2 separate regions of the Sus scrofa genome follow, and region 2 is linked to region 1. Evidence: chromatin contacts called from public Hi-C data. All regions are on one chromosome and are shown on one strand. The core of a region is the stretch at or near the end of the contact, and the rest is flanking DNA. Distances in the headings are between cores, read along the strand shown. Region 1 has its middle 290 kb from the start of TNS3. Region 2 holds the start of IGFBP3 (insulin like growth factor binding protein 3).

Region 1 (4,716 bases), core at 1,196-3,695:
AGTTGGGTGTAGAGAGCGGACCTGGTTTAGCCGAGGCCCCGGGAGGAAGTCGGTCAGTCGGTCGGCAGAGAGAGCACATGGCCACTGCTCTTGCAGGAACTTTGGTGTAAGTTGAGTTAGAAATAGGTTGGAAAGAATTGCAACCAGCGTAGGAAGATTGCAGCTCAGAGAGGCTGGTGACCCTTTCCCATCCCCAAAAATAGCATAGGAAGTGTCACTTTTGGCTTAATTAGAACTTCTGATGGATTTCAGAGATTTCCCTACAAAAGCAGTTCCGTGTCTTGGTCAATAACCCAGGGTGGCTTGTCCATCACTCATTAGCCAAGAATGTGAGAGGCAAGTGACAGTGGAAAAAAGAGGTGCTTCCATCAGAAAAGCGGGTGGGAGTTCCCACCACGGCTCAGCAGTAATGAACTGACTAGCACCCATGAGGACACAGGTTCCATCCCTGGCCACGCACAGTGGGTTAAGTATCTGGCAGTGTCACAAGCTTTGGCATAGGGTACCAATGTGGCTTGGATCCTACATTCGCTGTGTCTGTGGTCTAGGCCACTGGTTGTGGCTTTGATTCGAGCCCTAGCCTGAGAAACTCCGTATGCCACGGGTTCGGTCCTAAAAAGACAAAACAAATAAATAAATAAAGTTATCCTGGGAGTTCCCTTGTGGCTCAGAGGGATAAAAATCCAGCATTGTCACTGCAGTGGCTTGGGTTATGACTGTGGCATGGGTTCAATCCCAGGCCCAGGAATTTTCACATGGCACAGACAAACTAAATAAATAAAGTTACCCTGTCAAGGAACACTTAGTAACCTGGGGACCTCACATCCCATGGCAGGACACAGGTGCTATCAACCCCTCTGCTGTCCCCAGGCACTTGAGGGGCTACTCTTCCAGTGCCTTGGTCACGTTCTCTATCTCAGCTCTCAGCCGCTCTTGAGAACATCACTCCGGGTTCAAAGACTCCCTACTCCTTCCAAGAGCCCTTAGGCCCCTCTGCCCTTTTATCCTCAAATCTCCTGCAGAGGAAGTATCTTTCCAGCACTTTCTGCCTCCAGCTGTGGCTGCGTGTACAGGAATGCCTTACACGCTGTGTGCCGATCAGCAATAACACGGTGCAGGAGCTTGCTCGAGCTGCGTAACAAAAGATCTCGGACGCAGGGCGGGGCTTCGCAGCCAACATTTCCCGTCTCACAGTTTCGAGGCCAGGAGTCTGAAAGTGGCAGGACCAGGCCCCCTCGCACAGCAGGGAGGGATCCGGGCCAAGTCTCTCTCCTTGGCTCCAGGCTGTGTGTCCTTCACATCGTCTCGTCCTTTGTAGAAGGACAGTCACACTGGTTGAGGACCCGCCCCAATGACCTCATCCTAACTTGATCCAGAACCCACGCTTTCGCCCCTGCCTGCTGCCTTGGAGCCACATTTAACTTTACACACACAAAGTGACTTGGCCAATACATACACCTGAGGTGTGTTTTTATTTTATGTTATGTTATTTTATTATTTTTTTTAATTTATTGGCCGCACCTGCAACATGTGAAACTTCCACGGCCAGGGATCCAACCCACACCACAGCAGTGACTCGAGCCATTGCAATGACTATGTCAGATCCTTAACCTGTTGCACCTCAAGGGAACTCCTTGTTTTACTTTTTATTTTTTTGGCTGTGCCCGCAGCATGCAAAGTTCCCAGGCCAGGGATTGAAGCTAAGCCTCAGCAGTGACCATGCCCGATCCTTAGCTACTAGTCCACAGGGAACTCCTGAGATGTGTAGTTTTATTTTTTTATTTTTTATTTTTTGTCTTTTGTCTTTTTTTAGGGCTGCACCCACAACATATGGAGGTTCAAAGGCTAGGGGTCAAATCGGAGCTACAGCTGCTGGCCTGCACCACAGCCACAGCAACTCAGGATCTGAGCCAAGTCTTCAACCTACACCACAGCTCACACAACACAACATGGGATCCTTAGCCCACTGAGCGAGGCCAGGGATGGAACCCGCAACCTCAAGGTTCCTCGTCAGATTCGCTTCCACTGCACCACGACGGGGTCTCCATGAGATGTGTGATTTTAGATACAGCCTCACATCAAAACTGGTGACCTCCTGAAGTCACCGTCAGCTTCCTTATGCTGTGAGTAAGGTTCCAAGTCCCTTCCCTGCAGCGCCTCCGGGTCAGCCTGACAATGGGCTCCACTTGCTTATACGGCAAAGACGTAAGGGAGAGAAGTCGCAGGATGTGCTCATGGGAGTGTCTCTGTTCCAGACTCAGACGAGCTGCTCTGATCCAGGCACGCGCAGCTTGCAAAATATGCACAATTCTTCCCGTTTTCCTGGGTGCAGCCTGAGACTCCCCCAGAAGCAGCTTTCTCCCAGGGCAGCCCAGGCAGCCAGGGCTGCTCCGCAGGCAACCATGCAGACTTCTGGGTCCTGGGAGGGAGGACCACACAGAGCACGGTCGGGTGGGCCAGGACTTTGTGAGGGTGCAGCCTAGGGTTGCGTGTCAGATGGACTCTTGTCCAGCGCTCAGTCCCGCCCCGGGCAAATGACCCCAGTAAACACAGGGCGTGGGAAAGGGCCAAAGAGCAGCATCTTCCGCTCTCGTTTGCTGTTGCCCCTCAGCTTCTCACTGCGGGCTCTGCGTCAGGGGAGCAAGGCCTGTGCGCTCAGCCGGCGTAGACTCACTGACTGTGAGCGAGAACCACACATGAGGCAGAGCCGTGGTCCTCTCCCGTCCAGAGCAGCCTGGGGGGGACAGCCAGGCAGGACCAGAGCCACTGCCATCAGGGTCGCAGGGGTAGAGGCATCACTGCCCTGGGAAGAGTTAATCCAGGAGAGAAATTAGTTCAACCGCACAAAACGAAACACAGATAATAGTTCCCTTTGTGGCTCAGCAGATTACAAACCTGACTAGTATCCGTGGAGGTGTGGGTTCGGTCCATGGCCTTGCTCTGTGGGTGTTGCTGTGTCTGGGGTGTAAGCTGGCAGCTACAGCTCCATTTCAACCCCTGGTCCAAGAACTTCCACATGCCACAGGTGCAGCCCTAAAAAGCAACAGCAACAACAACAACAAAAACAAAAAACCCACAAACGTAAGAGACCAGGCATTCCAAGCACAAAGTGAATAATTGTAACAGCAGTTGAGAGCAAGGAAAACTCAAATCAAAAAAGAGAGAGGGTAGAAGTTCCATTGTGGCTCAATAGTAACGAAACTGGCTTGTATCCATGAGGACGCAGGTTTGATCCCTGGCCCCACTCAGTAGGTTAAGGATCCAGCTTTGCCATGAACTGTGCTGTAGGTCACAGATGTGGCTCAGATGCCATGGAGCTGTGGCGGTGGTGTCGGCCAGCAGCTGCAGCTCTCATTCAAACCCTAGCCTGGGACCTTCCATATGCCGCAAATGCAGCCCTAAAAAAATAAAAACGAAATAAATAAAACCTGGAGTTCCCATTGCGGCTCAGCAGTACGAACCTGACTTGTATCCATGAAGATGCAGGTTCCATCCCTGGCCCCACTCGGTGAGGGTCGGGGATCTGGCGTTGCTGTGGCTGTGGCGTAGGCCGGCAGCTGCAGCTCTGACTCAACCCCTAGCCTGGGAACCCTGGGAATATGTCACAGTTGCAGCCCATCAATAAATAAATCAATCGAACAAACCAACAAACCTGAGACCGTGAGCCACGTGGCAGCGCAGCTCTCCTGGGTCCCCCACCCTGCTGCTCCCCCCAGGCGCCGCTTCCCAATAAAGTTTTTTGCTTTGTTACACGTGTGTCTCCTTGGAGGATTTATTTTCCAGGAAGACAAGAGCCCACCCTCAGGCGCTGGAAGGGGTCTCACTTCCAGCAGCAGTTGCATTTCTTATGCCGTGTGAACTGGAGGTGGGCTCGTGGATTAACTCGTGAGCCGCTGCTGCTCCCGACCCACAGCACCCCACCCACAGCACCCCACCCACAGCACCCTGTCCACAGCGGGGAGACCAGGAGTGAGACCCTCCGTCCTCCGGGAAAACTGGCAGAACAAGCCTTCTGATAGTTGAATATTTTGAGGAGAAACTGTCATGAGCCCATTGCCTGCATGTCCTCGGATGGAGAAAAGAACTAAAACCCTTCTTGGTGGCATCTGCTCCCCAGGACTAGCAGTTTCCTTCTGGCGTCCTGCAAACTGTAAAATGGGTGTGTGGCTGCGAGCACCTCCCCCTCCCCTTTGTCCCTTCTATCTGGACAGTCCCCCTGTCCTCTTCGCAGAGGGTTTCAGAGCTGTCTGAAACGCGGCCGCTGGGCTGGAGTTAAGCAGGCGGAACAAAAGATGTCAAGGTCAGTCACTCCTAAGGGTGAGCCCCCGAGGGAGCTCAGGAAGAAAGGAAGACAGGCCCCCAGCTGAGCTGCGTCTCCAAGGAGGGACTCCAGGAAGCCCAGGCCTTCACATCTTCCCACAGAAACTGGTTTTCTGCACATTTTTTGTTCCGACCACCTTCCCTGTGCTGCAAAAACTCATCCATCCCGGCTCCCCCCTCACCTCCTCGGAGCGGATTCTCAGGGCTCCCTAACATGCTGGCTCCTGAACTTAAGTCCTAATTTCACCACAAATAAAATTTAACTCTCAACTTTCAAATCATGGGCTTTTTTTTTTTTTTTTTTTTTTTTCTTTTTAGGGCCACAGGTAGGGCATATGGAGGTTCCTAGGCTAGGGATCAAATTGGAGCTGCCACTGCCGGCCTCCACCACAGCCA
Region 2 (4,386 bases), core at 866-3,365, 760 kb before region 1:
GGAGCGTTGCCAAGTTCCCCAGGGGTCTGGTGTTTGGGGAAGTGCAAGTTCACTAGCCCGGCACCTGAGAGGGTAAGCTCTTAACTGGTAGGATTTGGTTTCAAGTTCCTTCAAACTTCTACTTTTCTACTTTTTAAAATTTTGCCACACCCACAGCATGCGCAAGTTCCTGGGCCCGGGATTGAACCTGAGCCACAGCAGCGACAACACAGCAGTGACAACACAGGATCCTTAACCACTAGGCAGTCAGGCAACTCCCTTTTAATTGTCTCTTTTCTTTCTCAGGGAAGTACCTGGACAAAGGAGATGCTAAGAATATGTAAATAAACATATTTGCATTTCTTTTCCAAGAACTCTGAGTAATTTCTTAAACTTCCTTGGTTTCTTTCTAATGGCTGCTGACAGGCATGAAGAAAAAAGCCCTTTCCATTTAAGACAGATTTTTTGAAACAACCTTTTGACTCGGATTTAAATTTCCCCTTTCCCCTCCACGTGGATTTTTGAAGTCACTTAGATCTTTGTATAATAAACCACAACAACCTCCACTACCTATACGGCAGTAGCCTAGCCGTTGCGATGCCCATTAAAACCTAACACAATACGACAATGTCTAATGCACGGTATCCATCACCGTAAAAATAACACAAGTGTCCTGAGAGACGAATTCAAAGTCTCCTAGAGCCAGTGGATAGTGTCTGCTTTAGGTAGCTGGAATTTTACCTTTGTACTAACCTTGGAAGGGAACTAGCCTCGCCCGGGAGTGGCAATCTGCAGGTATGGAAACTACAGGGGGGCTTCCATCCCTCTAGCCCCAGATGGGGGTGGCCCACGGTGCTCTGCCCCGCAGGTGTCCCGAGGTGAGGGCGGAAGTCTCCTAGCCTTGAGCTCGGCGGGAACGTCTCTCCCAGAACTGAGCGAGGCTGTCTCAGCGTGCTTGAAATTTAGGAGACCAGTTCCAACTCGAGAGGCACTTCTATCTGAACGGCAGGTTGTCCAACCGCAGAAGATACCCTCACCCAATGCCCACCCGCTGATTCGGAGACACCCCTGGACGTGACACTGCTTTGCAAACCATAACTCTGTGCACATCTCAGTATTTTTTTTTAAAGCCAGGTACCATTTCCTCCAACGTGCCTGCCCGCCACCCCTGTCCGAATCCGCCCTGGCCGCCGACCCCCAAGCATCCTTGGCACCAACGCGTTGGCTCTGAGTTTGTGGGAGCCAGAAGCCGCCTTTCAGAGTCGGGCTGCGCAGTCCACGCCCACGTTTCTGCGCGGCGCCGGCCTGAATGGCCAGAGTTTCCTCGGCCGGGATCTTTTCATTGACGGCTCATCTCCGCCCGCTCCCTCCCTCCCCAGGAAATCTTTAACCTATTCTCGCCGAAAGCACGTTGCAGTTTCCAAGCGCTGCACGAAAAGAACGGAGGGAGCAGAGCACCCGGCTGCGGAGGGCCCTTCCGGCGCGCGCCCTCGCCTCGTTAGGCCAGGCTTCAGTTTCCCCAAGTACAAGCCCTGGGGCGGGAAGGGCGGCGAAGTCACCGCGGGGGCCCCACCCTCGGCCCCGGCCGGGGGACGCGCTTCGGCGCACCAAGGGCGGGCGGCTCACCTGGCGCGGGCGGCGCGGGCAGCAGGTAGGCGCGCAGGCGGCCGGCGGCGCTGGCGTTGGCGCAGATCCCGCGACCGTCCAGCAGCGCCTGCAGCGGGCGCGGCTCGCCCGGCGGCGGCTGGCAGCGGAGGCCTGCGCCGCATCGCTCGGTGTAGACGCCGCACGCCTGACCCTCCCGCAGCGCGCAGGTCAGGCAGCAGCCGCAGCCGGGCTCGCGAACCAGCTCGGCGCACGGGGGAGCGGCGGGCGGCGGCGCGCACTGGGCCAGGGCGCGCGCGTCGCACGGTTCGCAGCGCACCACCGGGCCGGTGCCCGCCGCGCCCGAGCCGGCCCGTGCCGCCGGCGGCCCGCGGAGCAGCGCCAGCGCGATCAGCGCCGCGGCCCAGAGCGCGGGGCGCGCCCGCTGCATGGCGCTGGCCGCGGGGGCCCGCTGCTCGGCCGGCCGGGGGGGCGCGGGGACGGGGCGACAGCGAGCGGCGCGAGGCTGTGGGAGCGGGTCAGTGAGCGGCCAATCCTCTGCGCCGAGCCGCCGCGCTCGCATCTGGGCGGCCCGGGCGCGCCGGCCGCTATATAGAAGCCGGGTGGCCGAGGACACGCCCCGGAACGGCGCGCCGGCTGCGGGGAGGGGGGCGGGCGCGGGCCGGCGCAGACCGGGCTCGGGGGCTCGCGCCTCGCCCTGGGCGGCCAGTCGGCATGCGGGGGCGGGGAGCGCGCGGCCTCCTGGGCACCTGCTTCCCGGGCGCCAGCCCGGAGCCCCCGGCCCCGAGGGGTACCCCGGAACCCGATGGCCCCGCCACCCCCCTGTCCTTGGCGCCTCTGGCCACCCAGGCGCTTCAGCTACCCCAGCGCCCCTGGCCGCCCGTGGTCACTCGGGCGCCGCCGCCCATCTCCCTGTGCGCCCCGTGGCCAGCTGGACTCAGGGAAACTGACCTGGTGCGCGCAGCTCCTCACGTCGCGTACGTTGCGAAGCTTTGCACAATTTAAGTTTTCGGGTTGGGGAATGAGTCTCTGCATGAAAATACCGTATTCGCGTCAGGGTCTTGGGGAGCCGAGGACTCGAAACTGATCTGTACCTGGGGGTCCGTTAGTACCCTCCCCTCCTCCCAAGTGCGCTTCTGCAGGTGCGCACGTGGTCTTCACTCTTGCCAGAGAAATTTCGCAGAGCAGCCAGGGCTCGACACTCGCAGTCTGTCTGTTTAAGTCCCTCCTTAGCAAAGTGGGCTGGTGGCGAGTGGGTCCTTGGCCGGGCTCGTCAGAGAGCGGACCTCACTGCCTCTTCTGTGTTACTGTCCTCCCCGATTATGTGTTGGAATAGAGCTTACGTCCACCATACAAGAGTAACACGGAACAAATGAGCACTGCTGAATTTTACGGTGCTTAAAACTGCTGATTTTCACTATCCTTTTTTCAGGCCCCTTTGTATCCCTGTACTAAGTTCCCACCGGTGCTCTTGAAGTGGAGACGCTGTGATTCTTGCTCATCTGTGCAATCTACACACTTTGCCCTAGGAGGGAAGTCCCAGGGCACAATTGTGCTCTGAGGTCTCCGTGAATCCGGGCCGGTGCGGATTTCAACGCTGCATGTGCGCCCCTTCCCTAGATGACCAACAGAGGACGCCAGTGGTCCAGGATTGAATTGAGAGTTGGCACTTTCACGGCTCTTACCAAGAGCGTCTGGATCGAGATCACCGTGGGAGCGGACGTTCCTGGACGCTGTGGAAAATGATGCTTGCCCTGGGTGGTGGATGGGCATCTTGGAGGAACATTTTACAGTTTGCAGTAGAAACAGCATATCCCCTGAGTTCCCGTGGCGGCTCAGCAGTAACAAACCCATTAGCTTCCATGAGGATGTGAGTTCCATCCCTGGCCTTGCTCAGTGGGGTAAGAATCTGGTGCTGCTGTGAGCTGTGCTGTAGGTCGCAGATGTGTCTTGGATCCCGAGTTGCTGTGGCTGTGGTGTAGGCCGGCAGCTGCAGCTCTGATTCAACCCCTAGCCTGGGAAATTCCATGCACCCTGGGTGCGGCCTGAAAAAGAAAAAAGAAAGAAAAGAAAAGAAACAGCATATCAGGACCTCCTTGAATTCCCTCCTGCATCCCGGCCAGAGTGCTACACAGTCGTGGGTGAAGGTAACAGGATCTCCTCTCTGTATGTATGTGTGTGTATGTATATATCCCATCTACATCCTCCTTTTAGCATGGGAAGAGCGATTTACTCACAGCAAACAGTAAATAATAAAATAATACTAATAATTGAAGTTCTACAAAGGAGAAGAGAGCAAAGACAGAGAGGGCCTTGCTTCCACCAGCTCGCAAAGGCACAGCCCTTGGAGTCTCCGCTTGGTCCCAGCCCCAGCACTCAGACTGGACTTGCCCTGCCTACTGTAAACTGTGCGGCAACCCATGATTTCTGTTCCCTTTCTCCTGGATCACTCCTTGTACCTGGATGTTCCATGCTCTGACAGCCAAGAACGGGGTCTCCACTTTCCCTGGAAAATAAAAGAATTAAATATGTGTGTTTCAATAACTAACCTAATAAATCGTGGAGACCTTGACTGAGAAACTAGAGCCCGTTCTTGTATCAGAAGATTCTTGGGGCGGCAGGTCCGCCTCTGTTAGTATAGTGTTATACACTGGGGTTTGGTCAGTGTCACCCTTCCCACCAGCCTTATGGTCTGAGTAGCCACAGGAGAAGCCATCTGAGTCTAAGTCACATCCCTGGCCTTGCAGTTGGAGAAAAGGCAAGTGTTCTGTGCTGAGTCCCTAGGGGGCGCCTGAGAGCCAG

The links. A called contact is a pair of places that touch in the nucleus more often than the background predicts.
Region 2: a Hi-C map of liver shows a contact between it and region 1, with 4 times the contacts expected there. The contact joins the promoter of IGFBP3 here to the enhancer-like site in region 1. A contact is called at or near these places in 1 of 5 promoter capture datasets (fetal skeletal muscle) and 13 of 47 Hi-C or Micro-C datasets (embryonic fibroblasts, epiblast stem cells, heart right ventricle and 8 more).

What each region holds. Positions count from the first base shown.
Region 1 is chr18:49,244,675-49,249,390 of Sscrofa11.1, reverse strand. No RefSeq gene overlaps it. Among named protein-coding and RNA genes, the nearest start is that of TNS3, 290 kb to the right of the region's middle. Within about 2 kb of position 2,445, at least 2 of the 83 cell types and tissues checked have an H3K27ac peak or open chromatin away from gene starts, as enhancers often do. A contact at or near this core is called in liver, where this site is marked.
Region 2 is chr18:50,000,650-50,005,035 of Sscrofa11.1, reverse strand. IGFBP3 (insulin like growth factor binding protein 3) reads right to left here and starts at 2,115. Exons shown (of 5, transcript NM_001005156.1): 1 at 1,606-2,115. The coding sequence starts at 2,014.